2 separate regions of the Zea mays genome follow, and region 2 is linked to region 1. The links are chromatin contacts, called in public Hi-C maps. All regions are on one chromosome and are shown on one strand. Each heading gives the region's core, a stretch centred on a gene start, on an enhancer-like site or on the middle of the called end of the contact. The rest is flanking DNA. Distances are from core to core; before and after follow the strand shown. Region 1 holds the start of LOC100283157. Region 2 holds the start of LOC100383636 (Serine/arginine-rich splicing factor SC35).

Region 1 (4,161 bases), core at 549-3,048:
AACTTTCTCTGCAATAAAAAGTTCAAAACATTCACTACAGTAATGAATTAACTACCACAGTTTACCAGTTCTAGCTAGTATGTACTTTTTTTAGCGGAAAACTACTCTATACTATGATTGCTAATACAGGTAACAGAAAAAGTACACGATAATTTTGTGACTGTAGACAAATGAACCAACTTACCGAGAGCAGATTTAGCATCCTCAAATGATGATGCAGAAGCAGAGTCGATAACATATATTACAGCATGGGCTTCCTCATAATATTTCTCCCATATTGTTCGTAGGCCAGGCTGTTAAAATATTGTATTAGTGTAAGTTTTTTTTTTGCAACAAATTGGCACCAAACAACAGATGCAGATCAAGATCTCCGCAGCACTGAAATACAAGCTTATAAATAATACTCCAAATTTAGAGAAAATGTTCCTGTGGAACAACATCAGAATACGATCACTAGATGCCCCCATACAAGCCCTTGTTGATTTCTTTAAATTCCATGTGGAGCAACATGAAAACATCACCATTCTCTGATTACAAGCACACACTTAAATACTCTCGAAACTATAGCAGAGTACCAGACCACGTAAGCACACTGATTATGTGGTAAAAATTGGGATCCAAGCATTTCTGTTTGCAAATTGAAATGAGTTCTATGCTTCTGTCACCAGACAGTATAACAAGGACATGTAGAATCAACATGCATGATTCTAACTTAAATTAACCGGCAGCCTATTGACCAAAGCATTAATAACCGCATAAATTGTTAAATGGTGAAGTTTCGACGAAGAGATTGCAACTGAGGAACTTTTGGTCTGTAATTCTCCAGGGAAAGTCGTACCTGGCCTCCCAGATCCCAGAAAACAAGCTTTACATTTGCATCTTCAATACGCCCAATATTAAGGCCAACTGTTGGAACAATACGATCATGCGGAAGCCCTTCTCCCTTCAAGTAGATCGACTTCAACTTTTCTAGCAAGGTCTACATGGCAATGTTTCAACATTAAGTTTTAACACGGACCTGGTTCAGATAAATACGAAATGGACTCAACCTAATCCCAGCAACCCATGAACTGCAAGGAACTGTAGATGGGAAAAACTGTAGACAAGCTTCAGAAGAATTACCGTCTTGCCAGCCTTATGAACTCCGAGGATAAGCACATGGAACTCTGCCTTGCTGAAGACGTGCTTCCATAGACCATAGAACAAGGAGAACATAGTTGTAAGTGTAAGGTTCTGAGCTCCCCCAACCAGCTACCCACCACCTGAAATATTGACATCAAGTCACACATATTTCTCAACCACGATCCACAGCTTGCATCGCATAATCAATTCAGAAATTGGCCACGAAATGCGGCGGGTCGCCTACAAAATGCCAAGGATCATGCCTGCTCAATTGCCAACCGCCCACCCTCACCAACCACAACCGAATACTTGCAGACAAATCGGCAACAAAGTGGGCGGATGGATCAGACCACTCTCATACCAGAAAGGAAACTTCGACTCGAGCGTTCGCGACAAAAAAAAAAAAAATCCGCAGAAAACAGAAGGAACGATCGGTCGGAAAGCAAAGGCTTCCTAACCAAGGAACGAAGCGGTCGACCCGGTTCAGGCGGATGATCCCCGCTCCACGGCAGTGGCGTCGAGGAGGAAGGGGTAACGCCGACGCGCGCAGTTGGCTGGATCTGGATCGAGGTGGGTCCGTGGGTCTCGTCGTGCTCGCAGAGTCGCGGTCGCGGGGGGAGGGAGGGCGGTGGCGGGCCTTGCCAAGCCGAGCCGAGCCAACGGGAACCGGTTCCTTCCCGGTGGCCTGTGGAAGGTGGACTCAGGCGAAAGGTGGAGCAACAACCCACACCCACGCACGGACGAACGGTGGGCCTAGACAAACTAGAAGATGGGACCATGTAAGTTAGTATATCAGGCCCAATGAACCCTTCGCCAGCCCAATGGGCCTTACATTTCCGTACTTCCTTTCTCTTCTCGGCTCCCGACTCCCCCGAGTCGTCGTCTTGTCGGGTCTTCAAGCCACACCAAACCACACTGCGACACACAGTAGGCGAGGCGAAGGAGAGGCAAGGCGGCGCGGCGGGCAAGGTACACCTCTTTCTTCTCCTAGATCTCACAAGAGTGATGGCCGATCTGTTCTCGTGGGGATCCCGTGCCATTTCGTCGACCGTCCTCGCATGGTGATTTTTTTTCCGGGTCTGAATTCGTAGATTTACTAGGTTGTTTCGCTGGATCGGTCTTTGGCTGCGTACAGTCGCGAGAGGGGACACGCTGATTTGCCGAGATCTCGCGGCTAGGCCACTTTTACATCTCATGACTCCCGAGATCTCTAGCAAGTCCGTTCCAAGGATCTGTTCGGCGGGGGATGATTTAGACTAGCTCGTTGAACTTGTTCACAGATGTGAGCTGGTCTAGTTCAGTTCTGATTGGTATAATTTACAGGTCGCCCCCATTGAGGCCATGTTCAGTACAGCTTTGCCATGTCTATGTCGTTGGACTTTAGCCAGTTGCTAGGTGCACTATATCAAGTTATGAGATGAATATTTTTTCGTTATTATCTAGTTTTATTTAGTTCATTAAAATTAGTGCAAAGTTGGTTGTGTAAGACTGTTGTTATATGCTTTCTTAAGGAGCAGGGTTACCCTTTATATAGAACAAAAAAATGATGCAATTCGTGCACGAAGAATGTCCAAAATTAAATGGAATTGATTTTGTTAGATCATGGTAATTAAGGCGATGCCTACAGGTAGTGCAGCCATAAACCATGATGTGGCTGAAAATTCTGTGGCTGTATTACATCAGCTGTGGCTGATGACCTCTAGCTCTTGCTGTAGTTTTGCATGTCATGAGCATGATATGCTCATTCTTTTGGGCATGCTATCCTGTCCAAAGGACATGGCAACAACCTCTGAAGTTCTGTCACTGTTGCTTCTCTTTGAAATTTAATTCCTGGATGATGCACATGCACCCCTGAATTATCAGAACCCACAGCTATGTGAATGTTGAATGGTTGTTTACTTGTTTAGCGGCGATTAGCACCTTCTTGCAGTTTACTCTTGGCAGTCTAAACTATGGTCATAATTTTCTTAATCATTGGTACACCATCCTACTGCCTACAGCTATCTATCTAACTGTTGGGACTTGGGACACCCTACCCCATCACTGAGCTGCAGGAGGCAGTGGACTTATTTACTTTCTCCTTGTGTGGATGAAGCATCTCAGTATATATTGAGTGGAACATTCTTCAATCGTTGTATACTTTCTCCTTGCGTGGATGAAGCATCTTAGTATATACTAGTAACTGGCGCGCGCCCAACGCGCGTAGGAAAAAAATCATAATATAAGCGATAACATCAAAGGAAAAGGATGGTTTTGCAGCTAAAGATATTGGATTAGAATCTAGTTATTCTTAAGAAAAGAAAGGGACACCCCTATGAAAAATGATAACCACCTCAGTTCTTGATCTGAAAAAATTGTATGAAAAAAATCAAAATAAGATAAGAAATTGTGAGCTTGTGGCAAGTACCAGTGTGCAACACATCTTCAAAAGTGTTTGGACAACATGTCATCAAACTAAAAGAAGTTCAGAAATGGCACAAATTTACCATGAACCATGATAAAACAAAGCAAACCCTTATGCTGTTTTTATTTTAACTTTTATTGAGCTAAGGTGAGACAAAAAGAGGACCTTCAGGAACTTTACCGATCACATTTGGGAGCTGTTCAGTAGTTGATCTGAGTAGAAACATGCTGTATGGGAGCTTATCAGTTGCCCGAACGTAGGGAAATTATCTCCAGATGGTTGATCTGAGCTCAAACAGATCAACAGGAAGTTGGCCAAATGAGACAACCCAATTTTTAAGGCCGACATCTTTGAGCATTTCCAGCAACTCGCTATAAGGACCACTACCAATCGTCCTTGGAACCTATCCAGAGCTGATTTTCATTGGCCTCATCATTAATCAGCTGCATGGGCCATGAAAAGTTTGTTTGCAGCGGTTAAGTTGACTTGTCCATTATTCCTGTGCAAATTTGACATAGGGGAAGTTTCTCTCATATGTTTCTTGAAGATTATTGCACATCCCTGAAAAAGAATAATTCAAGGAATGAAATGGTTTCTTGAGGTTGAACAAACTATACACCTCAAGAAAATCAAAC
Region 2 (3,819 bases), core at 1,096-3,595, 560 kb after region 1:
TAATATTGAATATAAATTATACATATGTATATATGATTTTTTTGTAAAATAAAAATATAATCGTGCGGGCCGAGCCAGCACTACGGGCCGAGGCTACGACCCAAGCACGACACGACGCTCGTGTCGGGCTGGCCCAGACACTATTAAATGGGTCGTGCCTCGGGCCGACCCACTAGACATGGCCCATTTAGCCATCTATACCTCCGCACGATAATGATGGTCCCCGCCTCAGTTGCCGCCACCTTGTTCGTCGTCCTATTTCTTTTCCCTCTCCCCTCATGCCTCCGCCTCCGCCTCCGCGCCACCCCATTCTCGACACAGGGCGTGAGAGCAGGTGCCTCCTCCCCATATTCATCTGACACCAGCCTTGACACCGACCCGCGCAGTGGCTATTGCACGTCCATGAGGACGTTTCACAACACGCCCACACCATCGTTTTCGCTGTCGTCGGACGTCCTGTTCGTCTTCCCGGTCTTCGCCCTGTTCTTCCTCCCCAACCTGCTGCCCCTGCCCACATTCACAGCCGCGAGCCGACTAACGTTTGTTGACGCGGGTACGGTGCGAGTCGGTCTTGTCTTCAATTTGCTTTTGCTACTCCTGTGCTCATGCTTATATAAAGAGAATTAGTTTAAAGTGGTGTGTTAGACATTTAATCACCAAAGCAACTAAAAATTGTCTAAGGACACATTTCCCTTTTAGGCTTTTTGATTTGGAAACAAGGAGGGACGCGGTAGACCTATTCCAATTTTCTAGGAGGAGACCCTTCCATGTCAATTTTTAGTTGAGGGGATAGAGATGTTCTTAATTTATGTTTGGCGCGAGGGATGGAAAGTGCGGAGATCCGTCAGGAAACTGTCAAGTAGGATCTGTAGGTCCTCCTATGTGACTATCTTCTTTGTTTCTCCGCATGGCTGCATTTGTGCTCAACATCCCGCCTCCCTTGGCCACATCCACCTCGCCCGATGCCCTGACGATATGGTTTACAATTTCATTTTTACTGTTCAAAATTTCTATTTTGACCAAAATTTGACTTTTATATATTTTTTGAATTTGGAACTGAAATATATAATTTTTCGAACCGAAATTTCAATTTTGTATAGCACTAAAAACGAAAAAACTACAAAATCTGCTAAATTTCAGCCAAAATTGCTAACCTTGCCTGACAACCTTATGGTCTTTATCTTGGTCCTTCCTCCACCATCGCCCCTACGTCTACGTCCTTAGCAATCGTACTCTCCATTTTATTCCTTTTTGAAAGCTTTCTTCATTGGCCAATACCAAAAATTAGTGAGGCCATGTTTGAAAGCTTAGTATCTTTACATTTTTAAGGCAATAATATGATATTGAATGATACTATGGTATTGGAAGCTAAAATATGTTTGATTTTACTAGTAAAACATAATTTCAATTACCATGATCTACCTAAAACTATAGTATTTTATAGTTTTGGAAACTCCACACATGTCTCGTGTCCACCCCATACCGCACTGTTATATCAGCACGTGCTAGGGAGCAAATACTAAACAATCCTCAAAATTTTTGAAAACCGTGATTTTAGTGTGGTTTTGAAAACCGCAGTACTTTTGTCATGAACAAATGTAAACCATAGTATTTCAAAATTGTAGTATCTAAAAACTTTGCTACCAATACACCCTGAATTGTATAGTAGATGTTTGAGTACAAGGGCCTATTTGGAAGTGAAGTATTTTTTTTACTTTTTAGTGAATATTATGGTTTTTTATGTTATAAGGTGTTTGGTTACATTTATGAAAACTATATTTTTGAAACCATGGTATTTGAAAAGCTGACCAAAATTATAATATTATCATTGCAAAGTATAATTATACGGAAAAACAAGAAACAACAAAATACTTCACTCTCCAAAGAGAGTCAGAGTCAGGCCAATTTGATGTGAAACAAATGAGCCTGTTTGGTTAGGACCTCCCAGACACTTGACTACCATACAAGGAATCATAGCTCTACTCAAAATCCAAATATCCAATGCATAATGTATTAATGCATGGGGCTGTTTGGTTCGTGCCTAAATGTGCCACACTTTGTCTAAGGTTAGTCGTTCGAATTGAAGAACTAACCTTAGACACAAAAGTTAGGCAAAGTGTGACAACTTAGGCATCAAACCAAACAGACCTATAATCTATGCCTCGGCCAGGCAATTTCGGCTCCAAACCAAACAAAAAAGCAGGAGTGCCTGACCACTGGCTAAAAGTTCGTATGCAAGGGGCCCACTTGTCGCACCGTGCCGCGTGCGTGCAAGCCTAGAAGACTCGGCAGCTTTTGCGGCCCCGTTCTCTTCCCCATCCCCTCTTCCCTCTCTAGCCTTCCACCCTTCATCCACCAGCCGCTCCTCGAGCACCCCCGTCCCGCGCCGCCTCCGGCTCCGGCGAGATGTCACGCTTCGGTCGATCCGGCCCGCCGCCGCCGATCCGCGACACGTACTCACTCCTCGTCCTCAACATCACCTTCCGTGAGTTCCCCTCTTCCCCGCTTCTGTTTCCGTTCTCCAGATTCCAGCTACCCTACGGGCTTTGAATTGGCGCCTCATCTGTGTTTGGGTGCCTCGCAGGCACAACTGCTGATGACCTCTTCCCTCTCTTCGACAAGTACGGCGAGATTGTCGACATCTACATCCCAAGGGACCGCCGGTGAGCGCGAGTCGAACAGGCTAAGGATGTTTCTATCTACGATTCGAGAGTTTTGCTTGCGTGCGATGGCTGAGTACCTGGTGTAGAATATGGAATTAGGGATCGACGCTCGTGTGCGTGTGTGCGATAACACCGATTTGCGAGTGCTCATCTAGGGTTATGGTTGTAGGACTGGTGACTCGCGCGGATTCGCGTTCGTGAGGTACAAGTACGAGGACGAGGCACAGAAGGCAGTTGAAAGGCTCGATGGTGAGTTTAGTTTGAGGTTCTCGCCTCTGTAGAAATCAGTGTGCTCCATGTGTGGTTTTAGATTGTATGTTGTTCAACTGTGCTGCGTTTTATTTGCAGGGAGATTGGTAGACGGGAGGGAGATCATGGTGCAGTTTGCCAAGTACGGCCCAAATGCTGAACGGATGTAAGACATCAGTTTTGTTCTCTGTGCTGTGTTTGTTCTTGAGATCTTCAATGATTAACCTAGTTCATGAGATCTTCAATGACTATTCTAGTTCTTACTTGCCATTTTAAATCCTAAATGCAGTTCTTATCGTATATTTGTTGGATAGGTACGTTAGGCAGTAGTGAGACCTTTTGCCATGTACCTCAGTACAATACTGTGTTAGAGCAAAGAGACAACACTAGTTTGTATAACACTCATAATGCTATATATATAAATGCTGTTTTAGTTTGAACCTCTGTATGGGTTTACTTGTTTTGGATTTTAATAATCAGGTATAACGTACAATTTATTTAGTCATGTTGGTTCCTTGTGCAATATTACAGCCACTTATGCTGCCACAGCATTTCTTGGTTTATCTTTATTTATTTATTTTTCTTTCATTTTGTCTTCTATGTTGGTAATTCACTAACAAGAACACAGTAAACTGCGGTTTCATTTTAGTATATCATACTTATTAAGGCGTCGCTAAAGTGTCGCTTAAGCGTTAAGGTGCGCGTAGATGGCAAGGCGTCCTGCTCGCCTTGCCCGCGGACGTAAGACGCGGTGCGGCGGTGGAGGTTGCAGGCATGCGGCGGGATGGGGAGCCGCTGGCGCCGCAGCCGAGCGTGAGTGGGGGAGGGGGCAGAAGATGGAGAACACACAGAGCACTGCATCGGCGGCGGCTGCTGTGTGGCTGTGGTGGAACCTCGGTTTGTGCTG

The links. Hi-C and Micro-C count contacts between places; a contact is called where the count stands out from the background.
Region 2: a contact with region 1 is called in a Hi-C map of leaf, with 4 times the contacts expected there. The contact joins the promoter of LOC100383636 here to the promoter of LOC100283157 in region 1.

The regions. Positions count from the first base shown.
Region 1 is chr7:175,258,664-175,262,824 of Zm-B73-REFERENCE-NAM-5.0, forward strand. LOC100283157 reads right to left here and starts at 1,799. Exons shown (of 7, transcript NM_001156059.1): 1 at 1,581-1,799; 2 at 1,123-1,262; 3 at 839-979; 4 at 185-293; 5 at 1-8. The coding sequence starts at 1,215. LOC100274924 reads left to right here and starts at 1,923. Exons shown (of 2, transcript NM_001331157.1): 1 at 1,923-2,091. The coding sequence starts at 1,924.
Region 2 is chr7:175,816,875-175,820,693 of Zm-B73-REFERENCE-NAM-5.0, forward strand. It overlaps LOC100383636 (Serine/arginine-rich splicing factor SC35), which reads left to right and starts at 2,346. Exons shown (of 9, transcript NM_001176284.1): 1 at 2,346-2,485; 2 at 2,585-2,663; 3 at 2,833-2,912; 4 at 3,012-3,078. The coding sequence starts at 2,407. All of the region lies in intron 4 of LOC103633439, which reads right to left.